Regions from separate parts of the Mus musculus genome. Here region 2 is linked to region 1. Evidence: chromatin contacts called from public Hi-C data. All regions are on one chromosome and are shown on one strand. The core of a region is the stretch at or near the end of the contact, and the rest is flanking DNA. Distances in the headings are between cores, read along the strand shown.

What was found. Hi-C and Micro-C count contacts between places; a contact is called where the count stands out from the background.
Region 2: a contact with region 1 is called in a Hi-C map of uterus, with 4 times the contacts expected there. The contact joins two enhancer-like sites.

Annotation. Positions count from the first base shown.
Region 1 is chr6:97,276,109-97,280,191 of GRCm38.p6, forward strand. No RefSeq gene overlaps it. Among named protein-coding and RNA genes, the nearest start is that of Gm32191, 25 kb to the left of the region's middle. Within about 2 kb of position 2,018, at least 246 of the 459 cell types and tissues checked have an H3K27ac peak or open chromatin away from gene starts, as enhancers often do. A contact at or near this core is called in uterus, where this site is marked.
Region 2 is chr6:97,854,583-97,859,135 of GRCm38.p6, forward strand. The region is part of intron 1 of Mitf (melanogenesis associated transcription factor); the gene reads left to right. Among named protein-coding and RNA genes, the nearest start is that of Mitf, 50 kb to the left of the region's middle. Within about 2 kb of position 3,304, at least 48 of the 459 cell types and tissues checked have an H3K27ac peak or open chromatin away from gene starts, as enhancers often do. A contact at or near this core is called in uterus, where this site is marked.

The DNA.
Region 1 (4,083 bases), core at 768-3,267:
TGTTAAAAGCCATCTACACTTGCTGATCTGTTGAAGAGCACAGAAATGAGAGTCTTAACTGTTGTGTTTTATAAAACATAATATAATGCGGCAGGGGCGAGAGGGACAGTCTCGTTGGGCCCGGAGGTGTTCCCCAGAGGAATCACCACCATGTGACGGGCCAAGTGCGAACGGGAAGGGGACCTGGGAAAGGAGGGGGACAAAGAAGGACAAAGAGGGAGGAGAGAGGAAGAGGATGGCCATGAACTTGTGGGGAAGAGAGAGATGGAGAGAGGGAAAAGGGGGAGAGAGAAGAGGGGCGAGAAAGGGAGGGGGAAGAGGGGGAAGGGAAGGGGGAAGGGGAGGGGGAGGGGAGAGTTTGGCTATTAGTACCAAGCAAGCAGCTGCGCAAGCTGTTGCTAGGTAGCTGTTGGGTGGAGCCTAGAGGAATTGCCAAAACTAACCAGGGAGATCCAGACCGTTTTGAAATTGCAGCTCTATTTACTAAACCATCAGGTTGCCTGGGTGACAGGGCGATAAAATAGAGGACACACTGGGGACATGGATGCACTCCATGTAGGTTCACCCTTTGCTTGTTTCAAATTCAAACCTAACTGGGTCTTTGTCTCTGTTTGTTAAACACATCACCAGTAAACTCTACCACATGGCCAGTAAAATGACAGCCTACGGTAGAAAGCTCTGAGCCCAAATCTCTGCCAACAAGTAATAGTATGAGGGTGGGGGGATGTAGCTCAGTGGTGGAATGCCTGCCCAATATGTGTAAAGCCCTGGGTTCTGTCCCCAGCACCAGTGAATCAAGCCCGGTGGCACACACCTCTAATCCCAGCACTCAGGAGGTAGAGGCAGGAAGATTACAAGTTTAGGGTCGTTCTCTGCTACACAAGTTGGAAGCCAGCTTTGGCCATGTAAGACTCTATGTCTCCTCCTCTTCCTCCCCTCCCCTCCTCTCCCCATTCCCCCCTCTTCTATCTCCTCCCCTTCCCTCCCCCTCCACTTCCTTCCTGTCTCTGTCTCTATGTCTTTCTTTCTCTGTCTCCCTGTCTGTTTCTGTCTCTCTGTGTCTCTGTCTCCTTCTCTCTCCCTTCACACACATGACTGCGCAGAGTTAGATCCATGCCCAGCTGGCATGTGTCTCTGTGCTGCAGCCCCAGCCCCAGCATGCACGAGGCCCTGTGATCACCCCAACGCTGTGGTCCTTCTTCATATGCCCTTTAAAAGGTGACTTGCACCAGGATGCTCCTGTGTGGGGGTGATTTCCTCTGTACTTGATTATGTGACCTTTGGTGTGTCTGAGCATTTATCCTGGGCTCTCATTCTTGTATCTAAAGCAAACAAAGATGTCACTGGGCCCTCTTGTTATATGTTGGCACAGTACCAGACAGGGACAAACCATTTGTTGTTTGAAGCAAAGGAAAAACCAGTCACATCAAGCCTGTCTTTACTTAAAAAATTTAAAAAAAACCAAAAAGCAGAATTTGTGTGTATGTATAAATTAATTTTGATTTTCTAAAAGACTGTGTTTAAAAAATCTTGCCAGTTTGGCTTGTTTGACTTTTTTTTCCCCCTGAGAAAGTACTTTACTTTTTATAAACCTCTACTGTGGTCTTCAGTGACTATTAAAAATGTAAGTCTTACATTATTGATGTTTAAATTTAATGCTGTTAAATGTTACTAACTCTCTTCCTTGCAGAGTCCCATTAGAAACAATAACAAGACGTGGCTTACTTTGTCCCAAGAACTGAGGCACACGTTATTAAGAGTTAGATGTTATTGAATCCCTACATTTCTCCATGCTTCTAACCCCCCAAACAACTCCCCCAAGAGCACAGCGAGTAATCAGAAGTGTTGGGGGTTAGAAATTAGAAACTGGGCTTTCGTTAGGTTTGTTTCCTTCTCCCTGTAACCTACAGCACCTTGTTCATACAATATTGAGAATCCCGAATCCAGGGCAGCTAGGAGTGCCTGCCTGCAGTAAACCGGGACGGCCCCTAGGTGTCCTTCTTAACCAATATTGTACGCTCTGAAAGTCCAGACCCAGCCCAACGATTAGAAGAAACCTGGTCCTAGTTAGTCTAGAAGGTTCTGTCCAGATGAAGGGCTTATGCACTGAGCCGGGGCACCTCTCCGTGCCCGGGAAAGGCAGGAAGGACATTATCTGCGTGTGACACCTCACTGCACAGACTTCTCACTCGGAACTGTCCCAGCTGCCCTTGCACAGAGGAGGGTTTGCCTAATGTTAGGTCTCAAAGAAACCCAGGGCAATTGGCTACCTGAGGTGCCTATTAACATATCAAAGCTGACTCTGGCTACCTCTCAGTAGCCTGTGGCTTCTCCCTGAACTTCTCGCCCCTCCCCCTCTCCTTCCCCTAAACCTCTGTAGCCCGCGGATTGGGCTTTCCTTCCCCCAGCCTCTGATCGCTATATAACTCAGCCATTTTAGTTACATGCCCTCTTAGTATCTTGGTTCCTCTCTTGGATCGCTTGCCACTCCTTTCCTCTCTCGCCTCCCATCCCCGACCGTGGCCCAGTTCAGTCTGGACCCTTCCAGATGCCTTTGGCTGTCCTCTCCCTCACACCTACAACAAAACCTTCTCTCCTCAGCCAAACCCTAGGAGTGGTCTTGGCCTCATTTTCCAGTCGCCTAGGAATCTCAGGTCTACAGGACACACTTCCCATACTGAATGGTTTTGTTCTCAGCTCTGTCTAAAATTTTCCCAGGATGCCTGAGAGATAAATTCTTAAAAAAAAAAAAAAAAATTGGCACTTAGAACTCTTTTCCAAATTTAACTGCCTGCCCTCTTGTTTTTTTTTTCCCCCCTCTCTCTAAATCTTTTGCTTGTTTGCTTTCTTATGTGTGCAGAAAAGGCAGTGACTTGTCTTGGAGCCAACAGCATGACCTGACGCAGCATGAGTTAGGGAGGTGCCAGGGTGTCTGATTTAAGGTGGTACTCACTCTTGAATACTCACAGGTATAATTTGCCCTGACCTTGCCGGACAGCTGAGGGGGGAGGAGGAGGTGGAAAACACCCATTCAGGTCTCTAGTGTAGCCTACCTGTCCGTGCACTCTGAACGGAAGGAACTCACACTTCACAAAGGCTGTCTCTGGAACCCCGCCTTAAGTGCCTCTAACTACACACCGGGCACAAGACTAACATCCAAGAGCTTTGGGCTGGGATTAACTGTGGTGGCCTTGCTGTGAGGATTAAATGAGGGGGGAAAATTCTAGGAGCTGGGGGCAGGAATCAACCCTCAGCTGGGATGTTTATTTCAGTACTGTTATTTGAGTGGCTAAATGAATGCACCTCGGGTCTGGGGCTAGGGAGATGACTCAATCGGTAAAGCAACTGCCCCCTGACAGTGAGGAGCTCAGGTTGGATCTTGAAAAGGCAGAGAAGGCCAAGTGACAGAGCTGCACGTCTGTATTCCAGTAGTCGGCTACACATTTGTAATCTAGTGGTCCTACAGTGAGCTGTGAGGCAGAGACAGGAGATTTCCCAGAAGTCCATGGGCCTGCTAACCCAGCATAAAATAGTGCTGGACAAGCAAGAGACTCACTTTCAAATAAGTACTGTGGCAGATGTACTATGACGTGTGCATGCTATCACTCATACACAGGAACACGAACACATACAGAGAGACACAGACAGACAGACAGACAGACAGACACACACACATACACACACGGGTGGGGTAGGGGTGTAAAAAAAAAAAAAACAGCTTTCTAGATCAGGAGCAGCACCTACTAGTTTCCCACACAGGTTACTTTATTCTCGTCAGGTACATGCTGTGCTGCACTGTTTGTGCCCATTACACTGGGCAACTTGTACGGTACCCTGGTGAGTCCTGTAAGAACCCGAGGCCTAGAAGACTAATGCTAGTTCTAGAAACCAGCAAACACTGAGCCTGGGACAGACTCCAAGCCAGATAGTCTGTCTCCAAGACAGCCTGACTTCAAAGCCCACACCTCTAACCACTACTTTATGAAGACAGTGGTGTCTGTCCAGACACCACCATCAACTCCCTGAAAGGCTTCTCCAGTAATTGAAGGGTGCCGGGGATGCCTCTCCCAGCCTGGAGCTCCT
Region 2 (4,553 bases), core at 2,054-4,553, 580 kb after region 1:
GAAATCCTGATATGTACTATAGTGTGGATGAATCTTGAGGCCATTAGGCTGATGAAATAAGCTGATCATGAAAGACAGATACCGTATGACTCCATTTATTGTTTTTCTGTCTACTGAAGTTGATGAGTGGATGTCATTTAACTTTGCAAGATGGAAGGAAAGGTGCTAGAACCACTATTGCATTATGGATCTATTTAACATTGGTGATCTGCGGTTTTCAAATGGCCAAGAGTGGGATGGAGGGAGATGGGCCAGTGGTTAAAAGTACTTGCTTTGAAGGCATGAGGATCAGAGTTCAGATCCACATCACCCACATAAAAAGTCCAGCATGGCTAGGTGTGCTTGTGATCTGAGCACTGCATGGGATAGAGATAAGTGCATCAGCCAGCTCTCTGGACTCACTCTAGGTTTAGTGAGAAACCTGTCTCAAGAGAGTAATGTGGAGGAATAGAGCAGGATATCTTACTTTCCTTAACCTTTGCACACTCATGAGTTTATGCACCTATGAAAACACTTGCATATAAACTGTATACGTAACACACACACACACACACAGCAAAACAAAGAAAAATGTGGTTAAGATAGTAAAATTTCCTGTTGCCTGCTTTCTTTAAAATCTCAACTTTAGTTAATTCTCTTTGTTTCCTGGTACTAACTCAAGTGCCTTATTTGGAAATTGGGACATCTTTGGAATTATGTACCCTGAGCTCACATACTGAACATAGTTGACAGACACACATGTTCATATGCACCTTCAGTCTGCTACTGACAGCATATGATGGCATGTAGTGTTAAAAGGTGGATACGCAACTCAGAGCACAGTTCTCACTGGCTAGCTTCTTGTCCTGGAATCCATTCTCATGTGCAAACCTCAGGAAGTTTTAGGATTAACTTTCTTGAAGGGTCTTGTTATAACATTTGTGTATTTCTGTACTTCCCTCATATTACTTGAATGCCACCCTCCCCCCTCCTCCATCTCCCCATTGTTCTCCTTGCTTCCACCCAAATAATATCCTTCATCTGCTTTCTGTGTCATATGCTTATGACACATACGTGTTTGAGGAAGCAGCTGTCAGTTTATCTTCCATCCTTCCATTCTTGGTTCTCTGTATTTATGTGTTTGAAATATCAAGCTTTTTCATCGCCAATGCCCCCCCCCCCCCCCCGGCCAGGTCCTCTGCCGTAAGCTCTGCACCTCGCACTTTCTAGAGTCACCTTTTAGAGCCTTTCAGTGTTCTGTCTGTCTTAGGTCTGACTATGTTGTGACCACAGATCTTTATAGGAACACAGCCTGACACTCCCTGTTCCCTTTGCCATCTGGCAGGCAACAGATTCTGTCCTGTGAGTCATACTCTAAATGTAGACGCTTTAACTTTCAGATGTGAATGGGTTTGGTGGGTCTCAAGTCAGCAGCAAAGAAGGGGAAAGGCTGTGACTGGCACCTGCCCTTGCAGTCCCAGGAGAGGACGGTGAAATCCAGCTTTCAGAGCAGTCATTCAACTCTGGTGTGAAAGAAGGTTCCAGAGCCACTGAAGGGCTCCCCAAGCCACTCATCATCTCCTCGCAGCATTGTGGGTGGGGTTCTCTGAGATTGTAATTCAGAAAGATAAATATATCTTCCTAGTTTCTTCCACTGGCGCTGGATTAATAGTACGCTAATATATCGCTATTTTGTAAGCAAGAAAAACATTCATGTTTTGTCAGTCTCTCACGTGCAAACCATCTAAACCTAATTCTATATAGTAAAGAACCCAGGGACCCAAGGGTGACCTCTTCAAGGGAAGTTGAGAATGGTTATGCAACAAACTATAAAGGTCTTGGCTAGGGGATGGGAGAGGCTTTTTAGTGCAGCACTTCTCAGCCTGTGGGGTGTGACCCCTTTCGAGGGTTGAATGACCCTTTCACAGGAGTCCTGTATCAGATATTTACAGTATGACTTAGAACAGTAGCAAAATTGCAGTTATGAAGTAGCAACAAAATAATTTTATGGTTTGGGGTCACTACAACATGAGAAATTGTATTAAGGGGTTGGACATTTGGAGACTCAGTCCCCAGTTGGTGGCACTGTTGGGGGAGGTATGACGGTGTAGCCTTTTGGAGGAAGTGTGTTACTAGGGAGTGGCCACGAGAGCAGAAAGCCTCGATCTACCGCCCAGCTCGTTCCCTCTGCTTTGTGCTTGCCGTTTGAGATGTGAACACTCGGAATCCTGCTCCATTCTCCATACATGCCTGATTATGGACTCTAGCCCTCTGGAACCATAACTTTTCGTTCCAAATAAACTCTTCATTCCAAAAGTTGTCTTTGTCATGGTGTTTTATCACAGCAACAGTAGAGTAACATGGTGATTAAGAACACTTGCTTTGCTAGCCTGAGGACCTGAGTTAAAAATCCCCTGTAATAACCTAAATCCCACAATATAACCCAGTGCTCTGGCATTGAATATATGAGGACTAGTATGGCTTGCTGGCTGACAGTGTAGTTCTATGTTCAAAGGGAGTCCCTTTCTCAAAGGAATAAGACAGACCATGATAGAACAGAACACCTGACACTTTCCTTTGGCTTCCACATGCATGGGCTCATGTGTACTTGTACACATGTGCTAAGAAGCCCACACATGCTAAGATATACACAAACATGAGAGAGAGAGAGAGAGAGAGAGAGAGAGAGAGAGAGAGAGAGAGTGTGTGTGTGTGTGTGTGTGTGTGTCTTGGCTGTTTGAAAGTTTAAACTGGCTCAAGTTTTCAGATCTTTAATGTTGTAAACCTGATTACTCTATTATCCTAAGGTAGGCTTCTTATATCCAGAGTATGTAGGAAACATAGCAACGGTGTATTAATCACAGCTACACCCATCACGGTGTTCAAGTGTGTGTATAACTGTGTGTGCATTGTTAGAGATGCCTGTGTGTTGCTTTATTTGTGCCTTAGGACCTGGGAAGCATGGCTTAATGCTTTGAGTAACAGTCAGCAGACCTGGAGGAGGCCTTCATTTCTTGGGATCAGGGAACAGAGAGAACGTTCTGGAAATGAGCTTTGGCTAAGGAGGATCTTGTGTGCTGAGAGGCGATCTTCAAGGGGAGACAGGTCTGTGCGGTCCAGAGTAGATTTTTAATTCAGAGCAGGCAGTGTCTCTGTGTTGGTATGGCTACCCTCGATCCCACCAACCTCCAGTGCAGAACTGTCAAATGAGCAGTGGAAGAAGATGAAAGAAAGGCAGCAAGGCCAAAGCAGGCCTGCCCAGCCATGCTGTTCTGTGGCGGGACCTGACCGCCAGCCACTGGCCAGATGTTTGGAGGCTGTTCCTGGTTTCATTTCCCTGCTTTCCTGCACTAACTTGACCAACAGCAGCACTGGCTGGTGAAAACAGGAACAACACAATGCTTTCCTGCACACTTTCATATGCTGCCTTCCCCTCTTCCTGTGACCTCTCTCCCCTTCCTAAGCCCAAGTTTACTTTCTAGGGTTATCTTCTTTCCTTCTCTTCTGAGATCCTGTTCTTTTAAAGAAATCGGCCTTGATAGTTTGCTTTGTACCAGCAGTGCCTCCCCATGTGAACACCACAGCCTGCGAGAAGCTCACGCAACTTGGCTTTTAGGGATGTGTGCTCAGGCTGTAACAGTGATGCTCTGTATTTTGGAGCTGTCTCACCATAGACTTCCCAGCTCTTTGGCTCTTACAAATTTTTCACCCTTTCTTCCATGATGTCCCCTCAGCTTTAAATACAGGAATACAATACAAAGTGGTCAGCCATGAGGTGATATGCAAACAAGCAACACCAAATGGATTCGATTCAGTAGATTGTAGTTATATCTATGCTTATACATTAGTATGTGTGTATATGTATGTGTGTGTATGTATATATATATATTATTGATATCTATATATCAATATCAATATATATATATTTAGCCAAGGCTCGGGAAGATGTGATGTAATTACATTTTAATTATTTTTTAAGTCACCATTTTTACTGGCTGCAGAATGTTTCACAGCATGATTTGATTACAGTTTATTCATGTAAGCTGCCATTGATAGACTCAGATGGTTCCACTTTTCCAGCTAGTGAAATCAATAGCACTGCATATTTTAACTCCATTTAAAAGAGTATTGAAGTACTTTCTATGTGCATATTTTGCTTTTGTTCTAGTTTTGTTCCCATCTCCAAGCTCATTCAAGTCTTTAACATTTCTAAGTTGCTAATGGACCTTCTGCAATCCTTGAATTTGGTCCATCTGGGCTATCCCGTGCCATTTCTTGATCTCAAAACTTTCATCCTTTGCCTCAGGTGCTTGTTTACTGATCATGGCTGTCCTGTGTGTCAGAGTATACCTCAGAATATCCCTGTCCAGTGTGTATCTAACCCCCACCCAGTGGGGTGGTCCACAGTATCTCTCTAGATATGCCAACATACTCTTCAGGGTTGGAGATGATCCTGGTTGAGAAGGAGCATCATCTGCTGTGATGTGTATCAAGTGTACTTTATAAGAAAAACCAATACATGGCAGAAGTTACTTTTCTTATACATCCATCTATACACGCGAGCCTCATACTAC